Linked DNA regions of Mus musculus: regions 2 and 3 are each linked to region 1. The links are chromatin contacts, called in public HiChIP or PLAC-seq maps. All regions are on one chromosome and are shown on one strand. Each heading gives the region's core, a stretch centred on a gene start, on an enhancer-like site or on the middle of the called end of the contact. The rest is flanking DNA. Distances are from core to core; before and after follow the strand shown. Region 1 holds the start of Btg1 (BTG anti-proliferation factor 1). Region 2 has its middle 91 kb from the start of Gm33897. Region 3 has its middle 130 kb from the start of Gm33843.

Evidence for each region. HiChIP or PLAC-seq counts read pairs in DNA pulled down with a chosen protein or histone mark.
Region 2: a CTCF HiChIP or PLAC-seq map of the NIH/3T3 cell line shows a contact between it and region 1, with 28 read pairs. The contact joins the enhancer-like site here to the promoter of Btg1 in region 1. A contact is called at or near these places in 2 of 39 promoter capture datasets (the 3T3-L1 cell line and 3T3-L1-derived adipocytes), 1 of 15 datasets of contacts at CTCF or cohesin (the NIH/3T3 cell line), 9 of 484 Hi-C or Micro-C datasets (the 3T3-L1 cell line, 3T3-L1-derived adipocytes, the AML12 cell line and 4 more) and 9 of 115 datasets of contacts at active chromatin or transcription factors (the NIH/3T3 cell line, the SCID.adh cell line, embryonic forebrain and 6 more).
Region 3: an H3K27ac HiChIP or PLAC-seq map of bone marrow-derived dendritic cells shows a contact between it and region 1, with 6 times the contacts expected there. The contact joins the enhancer-like site here to the promoter of Btg1 in region 1. A contact is called at or near these places in 8 of 39 promoter capture datasets (the 3T3-L1 cell line, 3T3-L1-derived adipocytes, the C10 cell line and 5 more), 1 of 15 datasets of contacts at CTCF or cohesin (CD8 T cells), 22 of 484 Hi-C or Micro-C datasets (the BV-2 cell line, CD4 T cells, CD8 T cells and 15 more), 13 of 115 datasets of contacts at active chromatin or transcription factors (CD8 T cells, the SCID.adh cell line, Th17 cells and 10 more) and 4 of 9 other capture datasets (adipose tissue, bone marrow-derived macrophages, liver and 1 more).

What each region holds. Positions count from the first base shown.
Region 1 is chr10:96,615,711-96,618,298 of GRCm38.p6, reverse strand. Btg1 (BTG anti-proliferation factor 1) reads right to left here and starts at 1,298. Exons shown (of 2, transcript NM_007569.2): 1 at 827-1,298; 2 at 1-23. The coding sequence starts at 974.
Region 2 is chr10:96,805,484-96,808,071 of GRCm38.p6, reverse strand. No RefSeq gene overlaps it. Among named protein-coding and RNA genes, the nearest start is that of Gm33897, 91 kb to the right of the region's middle. Within about 2 kb of position 1,296, at least 40 of the 459 cell types and tissues checked have an H3K27ac peak or open chromatin away from gene starts, as enhancers often do. A contact at or near this core is called in the NIH/3T3 cell line, the SCID.adh cell line, embryonic fibroblasts and 1 more, where this site is marked.
Region 3 is chr10:96,465,762-96,468,349 of GRCm38.p6, reverse strand. No RefSeq gene overlaps it. Among named protein-coding and RNA genes, the nearest start is that of Gm33843, 130 kb to the left of the region's middle. Within about 2 kb of position 1,304, at least 53 of the 459 cell types and tissues checked have an H3K27ac peak or open chromatin away from gene starts, as enhancers often do. A contact at or near this core is called in CD8 T cells, the N1E-115 cell line, adipose tissue and 4 more, where this site is marked.

The DNA.
Region 1 (2,588 bases), core at 49-2,548:
GAACCAGTGATGTTTGTAATGTTCTGTGGAAGAAAAGAACAGAGAAACAATGCTCAGGACGGTAGTCAACGCAGCCGTACCGTAGCGTACTTTCCTCCTCCTGCTGCTAGCTTCTTAGCGAAGCGAAAATGAAAACCACCAACTTTCACAAATGTCCGGGACCGAATTCGCTGTCGTGAGACAGAATAGAGAAAGCAAAGACACTGTGGCAAACACTGTCCGGGTACTGACCGGTTGAGCCGCCAAAACAGGAATCCCGCGCGCAGCCCTGGATGGCCAACTAGCTGGATGGCACAGGCAAGCGGGCGGGAACCTGTTTACTTTCTCCACCCCAACGGGGTCCCATACAATAGACTTTATGGAACTGGTGGGGGGTGGGGGCAAGACAACGCCACTATGGCCAGTTAACCCCAAAGGGAAGAAAACCCAAGAAACCTTAAACCAAGATCTGGGTTGGGTTGTAATTGTACCGGTGACAAATCCGATGATTAATGGGCAAGAGGCACAGGAGGTGCGGAGACCTGGCACGTCCGTCCCGGGCCGGCTCCGAAACACAGAGGCGACAAGCCACCCAGGGGCTCAGCCGCAGACTCTCGCAACGGTCGCGGCGACCCGGCAGAGGAGACCGACGGGACTCCGGGCCCTGGGTCTTTTGTCCCCCGCGACCGGCCGGTAGCCGTCGGGGCGCAGCTCCGCGTCGCCCCGCTTCGGATCCTTTGTTGTGCGTGTCGCGGCGCCCCGCCGCCCAGCTCCCCCCCCCTCCCCCAGCCACGACCGGGACGCGCCCGTTAGTGGCGACCCGCGACGGTCCCCGCGCCCCGCTCACCTGCCAGCAGCTCCTGCAGGCTCTGGCTGAAAGTCTGCAGCTGTCGCTCGCTCGTGAGCCCCTTGGTGCGGAGGAACTTGGAGATGAAGGACACCGCGGCGGCGATCTCGCCTATCATGGTGGCGGCCCGGGTGTAGAAGGGATGCATGGGGGCGGCGGCCGGGGGTGGCCCGGGGCGGCCGGGGCTCGGCCCCGACGGCGAAGCGGCCACCCCGGGCTCTCGCCCAGACCCGACGGCCGAGAGGAAGCGAGGGCGCGAGGCGCGGACGGCTACTGGTTCTAGGGGATTTTTTTTCTTTCCTTTAGAGTAAAAAAGTTATTTTCAAGCCAGGAGGCGGCAGGAGAGACAGAGAGAGACGAGCGATGGCGGCCTGGTCACATCGCTCGGACCTCCCCAGCCGCCTCCGCCTCCAGCTCGGTAGCCTCCGAGGATCCCGAGAGTTGCATTTCCAGCTCCGAGGGGCGAAGAGCTGCCGCCGCCGTGCAGCTCATTTTATAGGGCTGCGGAAAGGAAGTGGCGTACCCGGGGCGTGAGGGCGGACGCCAGCCAATCCGGAGATCGCACCATTGTGACGCAGGCAGATTCGGGGCTGGAGGGGGCGGGAGAAAGGCCGCCAGGGGGCGTGCCCAGAGGCCGGGATGAGAGGGAGGAGCTGACGTAATCTGCTTGTAAACAAATAAACCCCCCGAGTGGCAGCCTGAGACTCCGGAGCGGTGGAGGGCGGAGAAAGAAGCCAAGGAGGCGCGTGTGAAAGCTCCGCCCCCGAGCTAGCTCCGCCCCCGGTTCGGGCCAGCGGGGACCCTCCAGTCCCCGAGCGGGCTCCGGGTTCCTCACTTACTGCGGTGTGGCTGGAACCTCAGGACTGAGGTTCGGTCTCCGCAGCCCCAGTCCTTTGCGTACCCCATGTTTACATCTGAGCCCAGTTCCAGCCGGCTTGGCTGGCAGCCCTGGCGGGAGGAGCGTGCGGTGGCGGAGACTAAGGCTCCGCTAGGGAATGGAAGGAAGGACTCGCTCCCTGGAGCTATCCTGCGGCTTAATCCAAGCCATTGCCCCTAGGGTTTGCAGAACCCCGGGGGGCTGGGGGGGGGGAGAAGATGAGCCTTGAAACTCATAAAAATCTGCATATGTATTTTAGAAAGGCACAACAAATTCGTTTTTCTAGTTCAAGTGATGTCAGAACTTTAGAGTTGTGCTGCTGTTGACACATAAGATAAAACTTTAAGCTTGTCGAGAGTGTTAAGCATAGACACCCATATTTACTGGCAAAGACGGTTGTAAACAGCCTAGAAAAAAAGGAAAGCATGAGCCTGCTAAAACTATTAGACCCAAAATAGGGTTAACCCAACTCTCTTAAAGTAGGAGAAGGGAGAGAAAACAATGAAGTCCAGGCAGGAAGAAGAAAGCAAACAAGAGGCAGAAGTTGAACTCTACCAGATGGAAATAAATATTTAGAGTTTAGTTGGTCATCAGATGCAATACACACCACTTTAAAATATATATATGTGTGTGTGTGTGTGTGTGTGTGTGTGTGTGTGTGTGTGTGTATGGAGCTAGAGGAGAAACAAGAGGATAATTGGTTCTGAAATTAATTTGAAAAGGTGACCTATACATCATTTATCATTAATATACAATACTTAAGTACCCACATATTATCTAAAGATAATGTTAGAAAGCACTTCAGAAAGTATCAAGTTTTTTTTTATAATAAACTGAATCAAAAAATAACATCTTTGTGCATGTGTGTGTGTGCGTGTGCGTGTG
Region 2 (2,588 bases), core at 47-2,546, 190 kb before region 1:
TGTGCCACAGAAAAACAGTGAGAATGGACTTCAGACTTCATGCAGAGACGTACTAGAAGAAAGAGGAGGAAGAGAGAGGGAAAAGGACGCTGTTGGTTTCTAGCAGTGTGGACATAGAGACAACCCAAACACAAATGCATCTCAATGACTATGTCAAGTACCCAGCCACTAATAATTCCCAAGCAAAAACCCATTGGCAAAATTGAACAGGACCACCCATGAGCAGCTATGAAGCCCTTATCAAAAAACAATAAAAACTATAATATTATTCTCTTGATGAGAACACTCACAAGTAACACTAGAAAAATAGCTGGCATATATATATATATATATATATATATATAAAACCTTTCCCTCGACCTTTGTCTATGTCTGTCTATTTATACCAAACATGTGGAAGGCCAGTACCGTGCTTCTCTTCTCTTTGCTAAGGTAGACAATCTGGATTTATTTTGCATTTATCACCGTTAAACATTTTGGTTGAGCTTTACCCTAAAACCAATGTTATGATTCTCTTCACCTTGTCTGAGACTCAGCTCAGTCAGGAATGCAATCGGCTTCTTCCCCAGAAGCAAGGAGTTCTAAGGAGCAAGGTGAGACAGGAAGACAATCATGTTAAGAGGGTTTTTTTGTTTGTTTGTTTGTTTGTTTGTTTGTTTTAAATGTGCAGATTTTAATTTTGGTTGAACAACATAATGAAGTCTATTAAGATCTCAGCTTGTCTGTGAGACTTTTATTTCAATAGAGCCCTGTTGATTTGAAATCATACCTTTGTTTCAAAGGGCAAATTGTTCGAGTTATGTCGGCATTTTAAGGTTGTCTTTTTCTCCCCGATGGAAATATATTGTGTTTGACCAAAAGATGGTCTTCAATGACTAAAATAAAAAAATAACACAGAGAGGGTTGTTGCCGAGGTGCATTTACTTTAAACTATATGCAGTCTCTAAAGTACTTAGATGCATAAAGTTATTACCCCTATATTATTGCTATCTATCATCCCAACTGCTAATAAGATTCCTTAGATATGCTGAACTAAAGCGCTAAGCCATTGTTGAGGCTTTTCCTGTCATTCCACACTCAGCCACCTCTGGGGCGGGCTCCCTCCTTCTCGCCCCCCCCCCCCGCCCCCACTGCAGTTTCTTTCACTTGTGTAGACCCAGCGTTCACAGGAAAAAGAAGCCTAAGTGACAGCAAAGCCCAAGGCTTGGCTGATCAACCAAACAGGCCTGTGTGTCTTACTCCTGGGGAAGCCTATAACTATCAGAAACATTCTCCTCTCCTTAGTCATCTGTTAGTCAGGCCACGCTTGCCAGCCCCTTTCCTTCTCCTTTGGCACGAACATCTTCAGTTTCATCTTTGTCTGTGGTATATGTGGTGTAAAGTTGAAATGTATTTTGGACCTTGGTTACATTCTGCTTCACACACACTAAATCCATGTCTCCCTGTAACAGTTAAAATGAACACAGTTGCGACTGGAGAGATGGCTCAGCAGCTGACTACAGTTGTTACTTCTATAGAGGAGTGGAGTTTAGCACACAGTTCAGTTGATAAAACATTCTGTAACTCCCGCTCCAGGTGAGCATACATTCTCCTCTGGCTTCTAAGTCCTCATATATGCACACTTCACACATTCAGAGAGATACACGTGTACATAAATAAATAATAAACATCTTTTTTTTTAATTAACAGTTTTCATTTCTGGATCGATATAAATTGAACACTCTATTGATTCAAAAATTTGTGTATACTATTTCTTTTTAAATTTGTAATATTTATTGATTGATTTATTGACTGGTTTATTTATGTGATAGAGTAAGGCATGTCCCACAGCATATGTGTCAGTCAGAGAAAACCTCGTGGGAGTTCATTCTCTTGTTCTATTCTGTGGGTTACAGGGTTGAGCTTCTGTCCTCAGACCTAGCATCAAGCACCTTTATCCACTGGGACATCTCACTGGCCCCATTCTTGGTACTTTGAGAAAAGGTTTTCATCTGTATATTCTTCTATTTCCATTTAAATGCAAAATTTCCATTGTGTTTACGTAAGCAACTCAAATCATTGACATAGGAAGCAGTTCAGAGAGTATGGAAGTACGAATGAGGGATGTCTTCACAGATCACAATGTAATCTGTTCTATGCAGATGAACTCAACTTTTCACACCATCAGGATTTCATCACAAAAGATGGGCCTGCCTGAGATACTGCTCATGAAAAGTCAATAACTGCTTTTAAAACAAACATAATTCTGACTTTTGGGAAAAGCCCATCTATCTTTGTGGGCCTTTTTCTTCAAAGTAGCTTCTAATAATTGCAGATGAGTGTGTTTATTCCTTCAGTGAGGCACGTGTATTGCTTCTTAACATCTTCTAGGAGAAAGATTGGCAAGTTAGAGGAGATGAGTAGAATTATCTTCAAAATTTGTTTCATTTCTCATCTTTGTTTTTTGCTCTTTGAGTAATGCAAGTATGGAAAAAGTAGCATTTTGTATGTTAAAGCAGAGAGGATTTTAGAGCAGAAACCTAGCCCTGCTGTAAATTACAACACTTCAGGATTGCATGTTCCACATAATGAAGGACAAGAAAGGTTTT
Region 3 (2,588 bases), core at 55-2,554, 150 kb after region 1:
CTGTGAAATTCAAGCAGAGAGAAATGGCACAGCCATGTTCGACCTCACCCAGTAGTGGAATCTAAACACGCTCCACATGGTTCAGAGAGAGAACCAGAGAGAGGTCTGTCTGGTGAGATAAGTCACCAAAAATTTAAAATTTGCTTATCACCCTTCACAGAAATGAGCCATATTTTCAAGCTCCATGAGCTTCCTCCAATTTGACCAACAAAGTTAGAGTGTTGAGAACAGTTTCCGCGTGACTCTAGAACCAAAGTCTTATTTTGGGGGCTTTTGGAATTGTCTCTGTCCAGATATCCAGAGGTCAGAGTGGTCTTTGTTGGAGACTCTGTAGGAGGCTCACCATAGGAGAAAGATCATTTCCCAGCTGAGAGCCATCCAGGAGATAGGGGAGGGAAACAGATGGTTTTATGAGGGTTTGACTTCTACTTTAAGCCTCGATTCTGGAAATGGCAGTGGTATTGTGGTTCAGCCCTGGTAGCATCTGTCACAGGGATGCCAGGCTTAAATATCACAGTGCTCTTTCAAGCACAAATTATATTAAAAGTAGTTTCTGCCTTCCAGGGACTCCCTTGCCTTAAAAGCATCCATCGTCTGTCTCCTTCTGCCTGTGTATTAAACCTAAGCTCATAGATATTCCCTCCGGCTTGCCTTCATCTGGTCTTCCATCTTTTTACCATCGTGTCCTGTAGACCAAGGACTGTCAGACTTCTTTTCTATAAAAAGGCAAATTGTAAATATTTGAGTCTCGGGGCCATGTGTTCTCTGTCACCACTGTTCAGCCCTGCTGTGACAGAACAAAAGCACTCATGGACAATATGTAAGTTAAAGAACATGGTTGGGCTTCAATAAAATTTTATTTACAAGAACAAGGTAGCGGGCTGCATTTGATTTGGCCCGAGGTTGTAGTTTGCCAACTTAACTTCTATTTTAGATGGAGCAAATGTGTTCCTTTTCATACTCATTTCCCTTGCCTTGTAGGCTCTTGGGTTTTTTTTTTTTCTCCAAGCTCAAGTTGCTTAATTAATTAAAACTCATTAGTCACTGAAAGAATATTGTGTGCCAGATGCTGTCCTTGGGTCTAAAGATGCAACAGCGAAAAATAAGCTTTCTATTATTATGGAATTTAGGTTCTACAGAATGAAGAGAACAATGGAAACACATTCTGGGTGAAGAAGGATGAACACAGGATGCATGTGGAGGCGGAGGGCTGTTTTGTAGACGAGAAAAGTCACATTGATGAAATGGTTCAGTGACAGTGATAAAAATCAAGGACAAGTTCAATCTGCAATAGATGTGGGTATAACGGGAAGTTGTCAAGGTGGACAGAACAGGAAGTGCAAAGCACCTGAGGTAGAACCTCCTTGGCCTGTGGGATGCAGTGCAAAGATGCTGGCATTGTTGGAGGGCTCCAAATGGGTGTGGGATGAGATGAAAATTGTAGTGTTGAGCAAGATTTGCTAAAGCCATGGAAAGGACCTAAGATCAGAAGCATTGAAAAGTAGAGATGAAAGAATGGAACATATTCATTGTGCGTGAATGGGAACATTGACAGCTATGTGTAGTGCAGTAGGAAGGATAGGGTCAAAGTGGAAGGACCTGGCTAAAGGTGACAACTGCTATCTAGGGTTCTAAAGCAGAGGGATTAAGACACCACTTTCTGAATGACGTTTGAAGGCATGGTGGAACAATGGAGTATAAAAGAAATACATAGTAAAGGGCAGAGCCAAGGGATTAGAAGGAGGGGCTTCGGACTAATTAAGGTAGTGAGGACTAAGGGAGAAATAGAGTGGGTAGCAATAGTCTAACTTTATTTTATTTATTTCTATCATGTTAAGCTTGAGATGATATTTGGACTTTTCTCTGTGAAATGCTGAACAGTTGGGTAAGCATGCCTTGAAGTTCACTGGCGATGTCAAAGGCAGAGACAGACATTTGAGAACTACCTGTAATCAGCACTTATGGTTGTGAGGTGACATAGGGCGTCCGAGAAAGAATTGAGAAGAAGAGTGATCAGGAAGGCAGCATTCAGATGATTTGACCTTAAGTAGATTAAAAAGTAAAACAAAAAACCAATGAAGAAAGCCCAGTGAGGCAGGAAGTAAAGTAAGAAAAAGTGACCTCCCAGGCACTAAGGGGAGTTTCTTTAGAAGGAGGAACTGAATAAGTGTGGGATTTTGCAAACATATTGAGCAAGTTGAAGGCTGAGACATAGCACAGATCCAGCAACACTGGAACCACACTGACTTTTCCCACGGTGGTCTGAGGAGCAGTGACGAGGGAAAACTACAGAGGCTGTATAAAACAGGTCATGAAAACCCCCGAACATTTCCTTCCTTGAGATACTTGATAACATTTCCCGAACATTTCCTTCCTAGAGATACTTGATAATACTTATGGTGGTTAATCTTAATTTTCAACTTAATTTAGAATTACCCAGGAGACACCTCAAGGCCAGCCTCTGAAAGGGTTTCAAGAATGGCTTCTCCAAGGAGACAAGAACCATTCTGGGTGTTGGTGGCATCATCCCATCAGCTGGATTTCTAGAATAAAGAAGAGAGGGAAGGGAGAAGGTACCAGCTTCCATT